2 separate regions of the Cricetulus griseus genome follow, and region 2 is linked to region 1. The links are chromatin contacts, called in public Micro-C maps. All regions are on one chromosome and are shown on one strand. The core of a region is the stretch at or near the end of the contact, and the rest is flanking DNA. Distances in the headings are between cores, read along the strand shown. Region 1 overlaps Pde4d (cAMP-specific 3',5'-cyclic phosphodiesterase 4D). Region 2 overlaps Pde4d (cAMP-specific 3',5'-cyclic phosphodiesterase 4D).

What was found. Hi-C and Micro-C count contacts between places; a contact is called where the count stands out from the background.
Region 2: a Micro-C map of the CHO-K1 cell line shows a contact between it and region 1, with 2.5 times the contacts expected there. The contact joins two enhancer-like sites. A contact is called at or near these places in 2 of 8 Hi-C or Micro-C datasets (both in the CHO-K1 cell line).

Annotation. Positions count from the first base shown.
Region 1 is chr2:327,263,306-327,268,888 of CriGri-PICRH-1.0, forward strand. All of the region lies in intron 4 of Pde4d (cAMP-specific 3',5'-cyclic phosphodiesterase 4D), which reads left to right. Among named protein-coding and RNA genes, the nearest start is that of Mir582, 52 kb to the right of the region's middle. Within about 2 kb of position 2,161, at least 4 of the 6 cell types and tissues checked have open chromatin away from gene starts, as enhancers often do. A contact at or near this core is called in the CHO-K1 cell line, where this site is marked.
Region 2 is chr2:327,469,721-327,475,303 of CriGri-PICRH-1.0, forward strand. All of the region lies in intron 4 of Pde4d (cAMP-specific 3',5'-cyclic phosphodiesterase 4D), which reads left to right. Among named protein-coding and RNA genes, the nearest start is that of Mir582, 150 kb to the left of the region's middle. Within about 2 kb of position 3,326, at least 2 of the 6 cell types and tissues checked have open chromatin away from gene starts, as enhancers often do. A contact at or near this core is called in the CHO-K1 cell line, where this site is marked.

The DNA of each region.
Region 1 (5,583 bases), core at 911-3,410:
CCTGCATGGTTGTCTGAATGGAGGTGCTGAGTCCCAAGAATTTGAGTTACAGACAGTTTTGAGTTGCCATATGGGTGCTGGGAATTTAAACCAGGTTATCTGGAAGAGTAGCCAGTGGGTCAGTGCTCCAGCCCCTGAACTTGCTTTGAGAGTGAGATATATACTATGAATTTTATTGAAGTCACAGAAGAGGGAAGAAATTTTCACCTATAAAGAAAATACCCATGCTTTTAGAGTGTGGGCACTAAATACACCTAAGCAGGGTTTTGAAAGTTGTTACTTAGTGACTGCATTTGAGGACTCTGGACTTGTTCTTATGCTACCTCTTGCATTTAGCTTTCAGGCTCTTGTTATCTCCTTTCCTCCCCTCCCTTCCCCTCCCCTCTCCTCCTTCCTCCCCCTCCTTTCTCTGGTGGAGAAATCAAAAGACAAGCATTACTGTTGCTCCCCTTGCAGATAGTGAGGACTTCAGGTGAAGAGAGATGATACCAGAGAGTGTCTAGGGAGAATCACTGAGGGAGTATATTAAGCACTGTAGACACGTTTGAAGGAGCAGAGATCCCAGATGTCAGCTATGGCCATGGTGTTTTCTTAGTGGGCAGCTTGAAAGTGTCTTTAGCTTTTGAAGTGAACATGAAAGTTGTTATTTGCTTTCATTAAAACCAGAAGACTTCAGAAGGACATGTCTCTTATAGAACATGTTAAGTGACCCATAATATTTGCTATATTACAAAAATCAAAATGTGACATTTATTTACTGAGGAAGAAAGTAAGAACTGATGTACCCAGCTCTTATTACTCCTATGTACTTCCTGTGACGATTGACATTTATCTTAGTGACAATAAGAACCACTGGTGGAAGCTGTTGCTACTAATGGTGAATGTGCTTTCAGACAAAAGTATGGTCTTGAAAACACAGTTGAATGAATGAGAAGAATTTTTTGAAGTTGAACCTCAAAGGTCATTTTAATAATTAAATTGTAGGTTTATTTTATTTTTTTTTAGTTCATGCTTTATAATTAAAAAGCTTCTGTGACTTTAGGTAACAAGATGAATGTCAACACTTTGTAACACTTTCCCCCCACTTAGAAAAGAAGCTACTTTTCTTTTCTTATGGTAGCTGCTTCAGGAAGAAGCTAACCATCAGGAAAACAAAACTATGATTTTTACAAATAGTTTTCTCTTTGAAAGGAAGACATGTTTTGAAAGCTGTGGCTGACTTAATGTAGTGGAGGTCAAGGCTTGTGGGCCAGTTGATATTTAACCTTAGTCATTCCACCTTTTGAGTTATAGGATGTCTAAATCAAAAGTCATATGGCTACAAAGATATTTGATTATTGACAAGTTAAAAAGCCTTCCTACATCTACATACTGATAACAGACTTTCTACTTTTAAAGAATTAAAAGCAAGTCCCAAGGGCAGGGAGTGGGCAAGCCTGGCATCCTGAGTTTCATCCCAGAAATCCACATCAAGGCAGAGATGCCAACTCCAGAGTGTTGAACTCTGGTCTCCACATGCGTGCTGTGACATGTGTAACCACTTACACATTAAACACGGGGGCATAGAAAAATCTCACAAAGCCACAATCGTTCAGCTATCCAGCAATGAAATCAGCGGCTAACAGTCTGAACCCATGTCTTCCTGCCTCTTCATCATTTGTTACATTTTTTAGTATCACCACTCTTTGGACTGTCTAATTAAGTTCCCATTCATTTCCTTCCCATACATGTATAATGATACTATTACAAAAATAAGGATATTTTTAAAAATGGTATGAGTTAATATAAAGGTATTTGACTTTATTTGTTATACACGTGGTTTGTAGGAAAGTCTGGCTCCTTTATTTCTGATAAAAATGTGTGCAGCTAGAGGAGAAAGACTTCAGGAGAGAGGGAGGGCATTCTGATTCACGGTGGTTTTAAAATACCACTGGCTTAAACACAGAACCAATCAGAATAATTTTATTCTGAATGATTCAGAGAAAAGGGTGCAAAAAGCTTAAGGTCTAAGGAGAAAGATCAAGTTAGAAATCTATTAAGGTTTGGTTCACTGGTTCCGTGGTTCCCGAAAAGCCAGCTGGGAAGGATGGTCCACTGACTCAAGTTACTAAGCAACAGAGCAGCAAACTGCTTGGTAACCAGATCTGGCCTGACTCACAGCCTGACTGCATGTGACTGGGTGGCTGGACAGGAAGACCAAGGCCCATCCTACCTCAAAACAATTCCTTCCATTCATCTACCAGCCTGCCTGCCAAATCCTCCTGTTACAGAGCATCCCTTGACACAAAATTGCATTTGTTTTTAAAGTGAAAATACCTCTCAATCCAGAAACAAGTATCACTGTTTCTCTTTAAAGCAGTTTTTATAAGATTATTGTTAATTGGTTTAATGTAAGTGAAATGTAAGCTTTAGTGAGAAGAAAACAAGTAAATACATTTGGGCTGATGACAGACCCTTGGGTTTTCATGAACAAGTATTGACCCTACCATAGTTATCTTCTTTACCTTCTGAGGGTTTCCTTAAATTCTCAGACATAGTTTAGTGTTGTTTATCTTTATATTTTCCCTATAACTTCTGCTACAGCTGTGAGTATTGACTATGTAGATGAATGGTTCCTAAAAAGGTTAAACTTCAGCATACATCAGTTTTTTATTTTTTTACATCCACTGTGAAAAAATAAGTTCCAGCTGTATATGCTCTGTAAACATTTGTTGTTTGATCAGTTGGAGATCAGGCAGGCCATTGCTGTACCTCTTACACGGAATATCCAGAGGGGTCCATACTCTTCCAGTCTGTAAGGCTGGGTGACATAGTGTTGGTGGCAAGAAGTTTTAGACTCAATGATTAACCATTCATATGGACTTTGTCACCAAGAGTGTGTGCATATTTGCAGTTTATTCATACCTGTGTAAGTGTAGTTTGACTTTAGTATATATAAACAAATCCACAAATGGTCGCATCAGAATAATTAGTCATGTGTATTCATGTCAATATTGACTTCATTTTTGAAAGTAATTTTTGCCTGTTATATTGCTGAAAAAAGTAACCCTATATAAATATATTTATGAATCCTGGGAAATGACTTAATGACTAGCTGGTTCAGCTCTGATGACTAATCCTTATCTCTTAGAATTCATACCAGTTAAATTATACACCAGGACTGAAGCTTATAAAAGAAATGCCAAGATTTTGAGGAGGAATTTGAGAAAGCAGCCTCCATAGTTCCTTTTTTTAGGACGACAATTTGGAGACATTTGAACTGGCAACTACTGAGCCCACTTCTACAGCATATTTCATGATAACTAAAATTCAATAATGGAATATATTTTTGAAGAGGTTTATCATAGAAATATGATTTTAGCACAAATATTTTGCCCTTGTTCAATATATATTCATTTTAAGCCAACAAATTTCCTTCCTATTACCTTCATGAGATAGCCCTGGGATCAAATTAGCAATTATTAGAACAAAGTAGCTTCCTCTTTATATAATTATCAGCTGGGTACATTTCTTTTCATTTGCATGCATACCTTATTTTATATTATTTTTATAATGGTGAGCATATGTAGTTGACTTAAAGCCATTTACTTTCTGGGTAATAGGTTTCATGGCTTGTCATTTTTACATTTTACCTTCTTTTGTTGCCAGTATTTGTTTCACTTTGCCTTATTTTACTCAAGGGTTTCTCTTTTTCTTTTTTTTATGGCCATCTGTTGAGTGAGTGCCAAATAGAACAGCCTATGATTTATGGGTTGTAATAACTAAAACATATATGAATTAATTAGAGGCTGATGACGCACAAGGTGGGCTTCTATGGCTCTTTTCTGAATAGATACCAGCTTACTTTAATAAACCTTCTTACTAATAACAATGACAATGCCACTGATGCTGTGATCAGTCCCATTTCACCATCATGGTCTAAGATTCATCTATATTTGCATTTAATATTTCCGCAGATTTATATTCTTGCCTAAACATCCTTATGTTTGAAAAACCAAGCTTTTGCATCATTGCTGTAAACCAGAAGCAAACCAGTTATCATCCATTTATATAGTTGAAAAATGCATTATAAAAACGGGATAGATTCATATTTACATAGACACTAAGAAAACCTCAGAGCCTGAGGTCTGTTCTCTAGTTAAAGTGGCATTTAGTAAGTAATGTAGACATATGAAAAACTAGTTGGATCTTTCTCCCTAAGGCAATAGGAGTAACTGAAAAGGATTTGGAAAGGAAATAACCTTCCTGTTATTTAATTCACCATTTTAAAATTCAATAATCCACATCAGCTATGCCTAAACCTATCTTGTTGTGACTCAAGCCCATCTAAGGTACAAATTTAGTGGTCCCTCCACCATTGATATGTTCAGTATAAGAAGAGGGATTTGGAAGGGTCTCTTTGGGACTGAATCACTTTGTTGGAAGTTACCTTACTGAGCTTGGACTGGGTGATTCTGAGTCCTCAGCCAAAGTATAGCTTTGGAACTCCACTTCTCAATTCTTTTTTTTTTTTCTGAAGAGAGGCTATGAATTTTAATGAAGAAAATATTGGGAACATGTTTCTTATTTTCTGTAGTGCAGATGTCATTATTTTTTTATTATTTTTTTCTCTCTTTTTATTATTATTAATTCAAGTTAGGGAACAGGCTTGTTTCTGTAATGATTGATTTCCAACCTGGGCTTTGCATGGATGGCAAGAAGCATAGACCATTTCCATGAAGAATGCTATGTTAACAGTGGCTTCCCCATTCTACAAAGGCCACACATGGATGTCCTTTAAAGGTTAGGACCTCTAAGAAAATCCCAGTAAGAGATGAGGTGGGGAATAACCATTTTCTTTATCTCTGTAATCTGTGGAGGCCTTATTTCTAGAACATAGTATTCAGAAGCTTGCTATAGCTACACAATTATCATTGCCCAGATAAAATGAAAGCTTGTAGCCCCTTGTTAAAAAAGCATGTTAAAAATTTCCCACTGGCAACAACAGAATATTCTTCTGAGCATGGGATCCCTTGTCACTCTGGTGGGCATGCCTCTGAAGTAGTATCCTTACACATACAGTAAGGTTGAAGTGTATTCCCAAAGGTCAAACTTTAAGATTGGAGGAACTAAAGCCATCTTTTCAAAAAGCTTATCCTAAAGGGAAATCTTGATTCATCACTTAACCCCCCTTTCTCAGTGAGGATAAAGTTGTACATTGGAGTTAAGACAATCAAAGATGCAAGGAGAGTCAGCAGAGTACCAGCTATCAAAGGGCAAGAAGAGACATTACCCAGCATTCACCTTAAGGGGTTTCTTTGGAAGTGAGCAATAGCATAGGTAAGTAAATTAGAAGCCCCATTGCTTTTACATTGGAAATCACTTATTGCTGTACTAGTATCAACCATGGCAATGCATTACAGTATCTGGTGTCTGTACTCTGCATCCTTCCTAAATTCATCTCATTTAACAGGTTTCTGTCAGAGTTCTCTTCAGCCTTTGTTGGCTTCATCCTCAGCACCTAAAATTGTAATGTTCCCAATGTTGTCATTAGCCCTTTAGTCATATTTAGTTATACTTTCTATACCATAAACATTTGACCTC
Region 2 (5,583 bases), core at 2,076-4,575, 210 kb after region 1:
TGAAGATGAGAATGTATAAATCTTACTGAGCGTAGAATCCTGGATATAGAGATTGCACAGACTTCAACATGATCACATTTCTTGTTTGTTTTCTGATGGATAACGGGACAGAAAGAAATGAATGAAGAACAATGCCATCAGCTATTCAAGTAATCTTACCTCTACATGGAAGAAACAAGACTATCTCTAAATATGCTAGTAGCTTATTTAGTGAGAATATATGTGATTTAGCCCAGGGATGGAAATAGAGGCCCTTTAATTTCAGAGCACAAAATACACCAAAACAAGACAAACAATATGCTTCTATGAATATTTGTAGACAAATCTGTCTTTCCATTAGTACATGTGTATGAGAGAGGGAGTCCTTGTGAAGAAAAATAAAATGCTTCATATTTACAGAGTCAGTTCATTAAAAACAAGTAAACTAACTCTGGGGAAAGGTACAGTTTCATATAGAGAGACTATCTCTGTGCCCTGCCTATGAATTACTGTCTCTAGAGGGGGATACTCTTAGGGCATGCACTACACTCCTCATGACATCTAATGATCATTTTGCTACATCAGCTTCCTAGCAGCTCCTTCTCTCCAACAGACCCCACACAGACAACTTCCAATTAAGAGGTTACGATAGGACAGACTTGACCAACCCCTGATAGAACCTGTGATTGTGGGCATCTCTCTCTCTATCACTCTGAACATCACTAACAGAGATGAGTTTCTTTCCTTGCCCTTTCTTGTCTGTGCTACAAGTAGCAAAGATTGCTTTTGCCAGCGGGGTGCTGATTTTAATGGGTGAATCACTGGAACATGGCTATAATGTCTTGCTTTGCAATGCACAGAAGGAAACGAGACCTGGGGAGAGGTCTTTTTGTCAGTGCTACTCTTGTCTCAGCTATAAACCAAGGCACATTTGCCTGTATCAAAGCCACCTTGGTCTTTCACAGACTTGTAACGCATGCCCTATGACATGGCAAGAACTAGCATCAATAGGATAATTTAATTCTTGAGAACCTTTGATGAGTGAGTAAATTCAGGAGTTCACTGCCAGCTCTCTCTTTCTTGTGCCTAGTTTCCTCTGTTGCAAGGAGCTGAGTGATGATGGTCCATGTCCACGTGTCCCCTCTTGTCATTGCTATGGGAGTTATGACCTTCTTGCCTCAGTCATAAAGAGGGTGTGTGCTCTTTTGATATCTCAGGTCTAGAGATGTTTAGAACTGTGTGTTCACATTTCCAGGACTACGGTTTGAAAACTAAGGGAGCAAACAGACAGTCAAGAATTTATGCATCAGCTCACTTAGAGACCTTATCTCCTATCTTTATGTAAATAGCCACAGAACTTTTGGCTTTGTGACCTTTTTGTGTTTTGGTTTGTTACTATCTAGTGGATTTTTCTCTTTAAAGGAAGACATAAGAAGAAGGCTTCCAGCAAAAGAAGGAAGGCAATGAAGGAAGGGGAATAAGGTGTGAAAATAAAAATTTATTATGTACATGTATAAAACTACCAAACGGAAAGAGAAAGAAAATCCAAAAGATGATATAGTTACATGAAATGAAAAGTGTGTGTGTGTGTGTGTGTGTGTGTGTGTGTGTGTGTGTGTGTGTGTGTGTGTGTGTAGTTTGCCTGATCTAGAAGTTCAGAAAATCCCCATAATGAAAAGGTCTGGCTTGTGGGTGGGCACCCTTCCATCCAGACAGACAGGAATGTGGCTCAGCAGCCAGGAGACACACGGGCTTGTGGTCACCAGTATAGGTACCTAGTTAGAGAACCCCACCTGAGCTTGCTCATATTTTTTGAATGAAGGAGCTGGCACTAGATCTTTCTAGGCCTCCCCAAGACTCCTTTTGTGTCCTTACAATGTTTTCTTTCTTTTTTTCTTTTCTCCCCTCCTCACAGAAAAATGCCTTAAAGCCCTTAAAATGCCCCTTTGTTCCTGTCCGCTTTACCCATGAAAGTTGAAAGTGAATATAGATTTTACCACTGGTAATGACAATTAACATGCCCTTTCCCGATGTCATTTACTTTCTCCCTTCTAAGAATCCATTCTTTCAAATAAGTATCTGAGCCGAAATGAATCCACTGGTACACTTCAACAATTAACTGGGTGTCCTAAAAATGATTGCTGAAATTCACTCATGAAACTCAGCATAGCCCACTGTCCCTTTCCTTCCCCCAGCTTTGGGGCACATCTATTCTTGTCACCATGCCAGCACCTGAGAACACTTCATGACGGAAGACCCGGCTGGCATGAACCCAAGTCTTGCAGCTGTCTATTAATTGAAGAAAACTCCTCCCTCCCTCCTTAGTCAAACACGATCTGATTCAGCAGATCTTTTCTTCTCTCTCATCCCTTCTTTTATACCAAGGGAAAAAATTATGAATACTTTTTCTTGGCTTTGCTTGTGGTGGGTCATAAATACACGGGCAATACTCAGAGAGTAGCATTAATGCTTTCTGGGCTGTGCTTGGCAATTCAATTTTATTTCTACAAGAATTTATACATGTCATTTTGGAGGTTTACATATTGTCCAGTAGATAGAAATGCTGTATCCTCCATTTGGTCTTGTATACTGCAAATTCATTTCCCAAGTAATTTCAAATTCTGGCATTAGTGGGGGGCTGGGGTTCTGGTCTTATGAGTGGATTACTTTTCAATGACATTGGACTGTGATTGTTGTTGTAGTCTAAATACATCTTCAAGAGACATCTATAATGATATATATATATATATATATATATATATCATATACACATGCATAGTATAATAACATATGTAGTATATACATTCAGTATTTGGCACATGGAATGCCAACATTTTTATGGGTGCATTTTATAATTAAATTAGAAAGTACTTGGCATGAAATGATAGTGGATGATAAAATTGTAGAACTTTAACATAAAATGAAAATCTCTGTGGAAATGAGGTGGTAAAATCCTTTTGGTAGAATAGCTGAAAATTAGTAAATCAACTTGATCTTAACCAGGTATGTCTATTTACGAGTTACCTTATTCTGGAAAAAATGTGTTGCTGTACCAGGGGCCTATTTGTGCTTCCTGTACCTCATTTTCTGTCCTCTCTGTTCACTCTGTTTTTCTGGATGCTGAATTACTATACACTGGATCCTGAAAGGGAACTCACTCGAGATGGCAAAAATTGCACTCCGTCCAAGTCTAAAGTATCTGTGAGGGATTCATCAGGACCTGACCAATAGAAACCAAGAAAGACATGAGAAACTGGCCAAAAAAGAGAAATCATTAGGAGATAGCAGAAGAGACTTGGGAAAACCAGTTTGTCCCTGGAGACCTGTGAGTCATTAGGGCAAATGGTATCAAAGGGCATGAGAGAATCCAGATGGGTTTCAGATGCAAAGCCACCACAAACAAGAAAGCATTGTAGGATGAAGTAGCTGTAACATGAATGTCCAACAGAGAATTTCATGTCTATGAAGTGTTTTCCCAGGGACTGAGTAACAGAGATGGGATGTGTGTGTGGGGGGGGGGGAGGGACAGCAGTGGCTGTAGAAAGTAGAAAGGGGCAGTCCCTCCAGACAAGGATCTCAGTGCTGTGAGCTACTTATGCCCCAGGCTCTTACAGTGGCTCCATCCTTGGGAGGACTTTTCATGATTGCAGGCAGGCTGAGCTGCACTGAGAAGATTCAGCCGAAGGGGGTGTAAAGCTGTGTACTGGATACCCCTGCAACATGGTGCACAGGATTTTAAGAAGCCTTTGATGTAGAATAGCAATCACACTTATTATATCCCCTAGCTACAAAAAATGCTGAGGAAATATTCAGACCAAACTCTGGTCCTATATAAAGGGGAAATAGATGGTATCCTATGGAAGAATTCCTTCTCTTATGTAAACTAGAAATTTAAGTGAACAGAGTTCTATTTTTACGTGTATTATCTGAGTATGAAAGTAGGAATCTATCTTGAAACATAATTGGAAATATTCCATGACATTTCATGTGCTTCTGTCTGGTGACAGATGTCTTTGAGTAGATGCAAGGTTAGAGGCTTTATATTTTTTTACACTCTAATTAATTTCCTTCATCTATAGCAATCTCAGCTTTTGGTATTATTTAATTTATAAACTTTGGTATCATGTTACATTCTGATATTTCTTGTGTTTTTCCTAGATTTTCTTGATTTTCCTGAAACAAAAACAAACAAAAAACCCTTGCATTTTGGCAATAAATAAAGCATTTACCAATTTCTGAGAACGATTCTTAATTATAGGGATAAAGAGCAATGATCAAGATAGCCTTTGATGCTTAAAAAAAAGTGTGAACTATGTAGCACTCTGTAATGATCACAGTGGGCAGAGCCTGGAGTCTTCAAAACCCATTACCAAGGATATTACTTTCTTTAAAACAGGGTGTGAGCCCTTGCTGTACTCACCTAATACTATGATAGGTAACAGCTCACATTGCCTTTCAATAAGATTGAAATATGTCTCTCGGGATTAAACTTCCTCTTCTCAAGGCCCCTTCTAGTCTACATTTCCACCACATCCCAACACCCTGATGTGATAGTGTGATGATGATGATCCCAGAAAGCCTGCAGAGTGAATGAAAGTTCAAAATCAACAACTTGTCAAGGGACTTGAGGCTGATGCTGCAAAGATTCGAAGAATGCCTTGAGATTGTTATCATAAGTTAAAGCTAAAAAGGGTCTCAGTGGGGGATGATGGGACTGGATTGAAAACCTCCCCTTGCTTCTGTGGCTATGAGAATTCAGAATGAGCAATGGAAGAGAGAAGGAACTAGAACTTCAAATGAGCTCATGTGTGGGCCCTCATTGTCTTGGGACTCAGAAAGAGCTTTACCATCAGCCTCTTAGACAATGGCTTTTCCTCCTTCTGCCAGCTTAATTGCCAGTTTGGCTTCCCAACAAAATAATCACCATGGAGGCAAAAGTGTCTTTGCTGTGGAAGGTCAAACCTCTTAGGAAAAAAAATTCTTTGTTTTTTTTTTCCTATTTTTAAAAAACTTACAGAGATAAGATTTTCCATTTTTATTGTATTTCATTTTTATTCTTCCTTCCTTCCATTCTTTCTTTCTTTTGGAGAAAATGATGGATCGTTGTATAAAGTTGTAGCACCAAAACCAGGTTGCAGAGATTTAGACAACATTTATAAATCATATTAGCAGTCTTAATTCAGATTTTAGTAACAAAAGAAAAAGAAAGGAGGAGGAGAGGGGAGAATGGGTACTACATGACAAACCACTATTAAGAAACCACACAGACACCAAAGTGGCCCATATAGCAGAAGCGTGTTTTCACACCTCAGACAAGCAGCACCAGTGTCACCCAGGGACCCAGTCAGAAATACAAAGTCCTGGTCTCTCCCATTTTAGGCCCAAGAGGCTTCAGAAACCCTGCAGCTGAGCCCACTAGTCTCCATTTATGGATGACTTCTAGAAGATTCTGATGTGTGTTACAGCCTGAGACCCACTGGTGTCAGGTACCCAGTGAACATCATTCTGCTCCCCTTAGGATGAGTTGGATGACAGTCACAAATGTGAGGAAGATGGTACGTGCAAATGTATATTAGCCACATTCTGTTTCAGAGGAAATGGAAG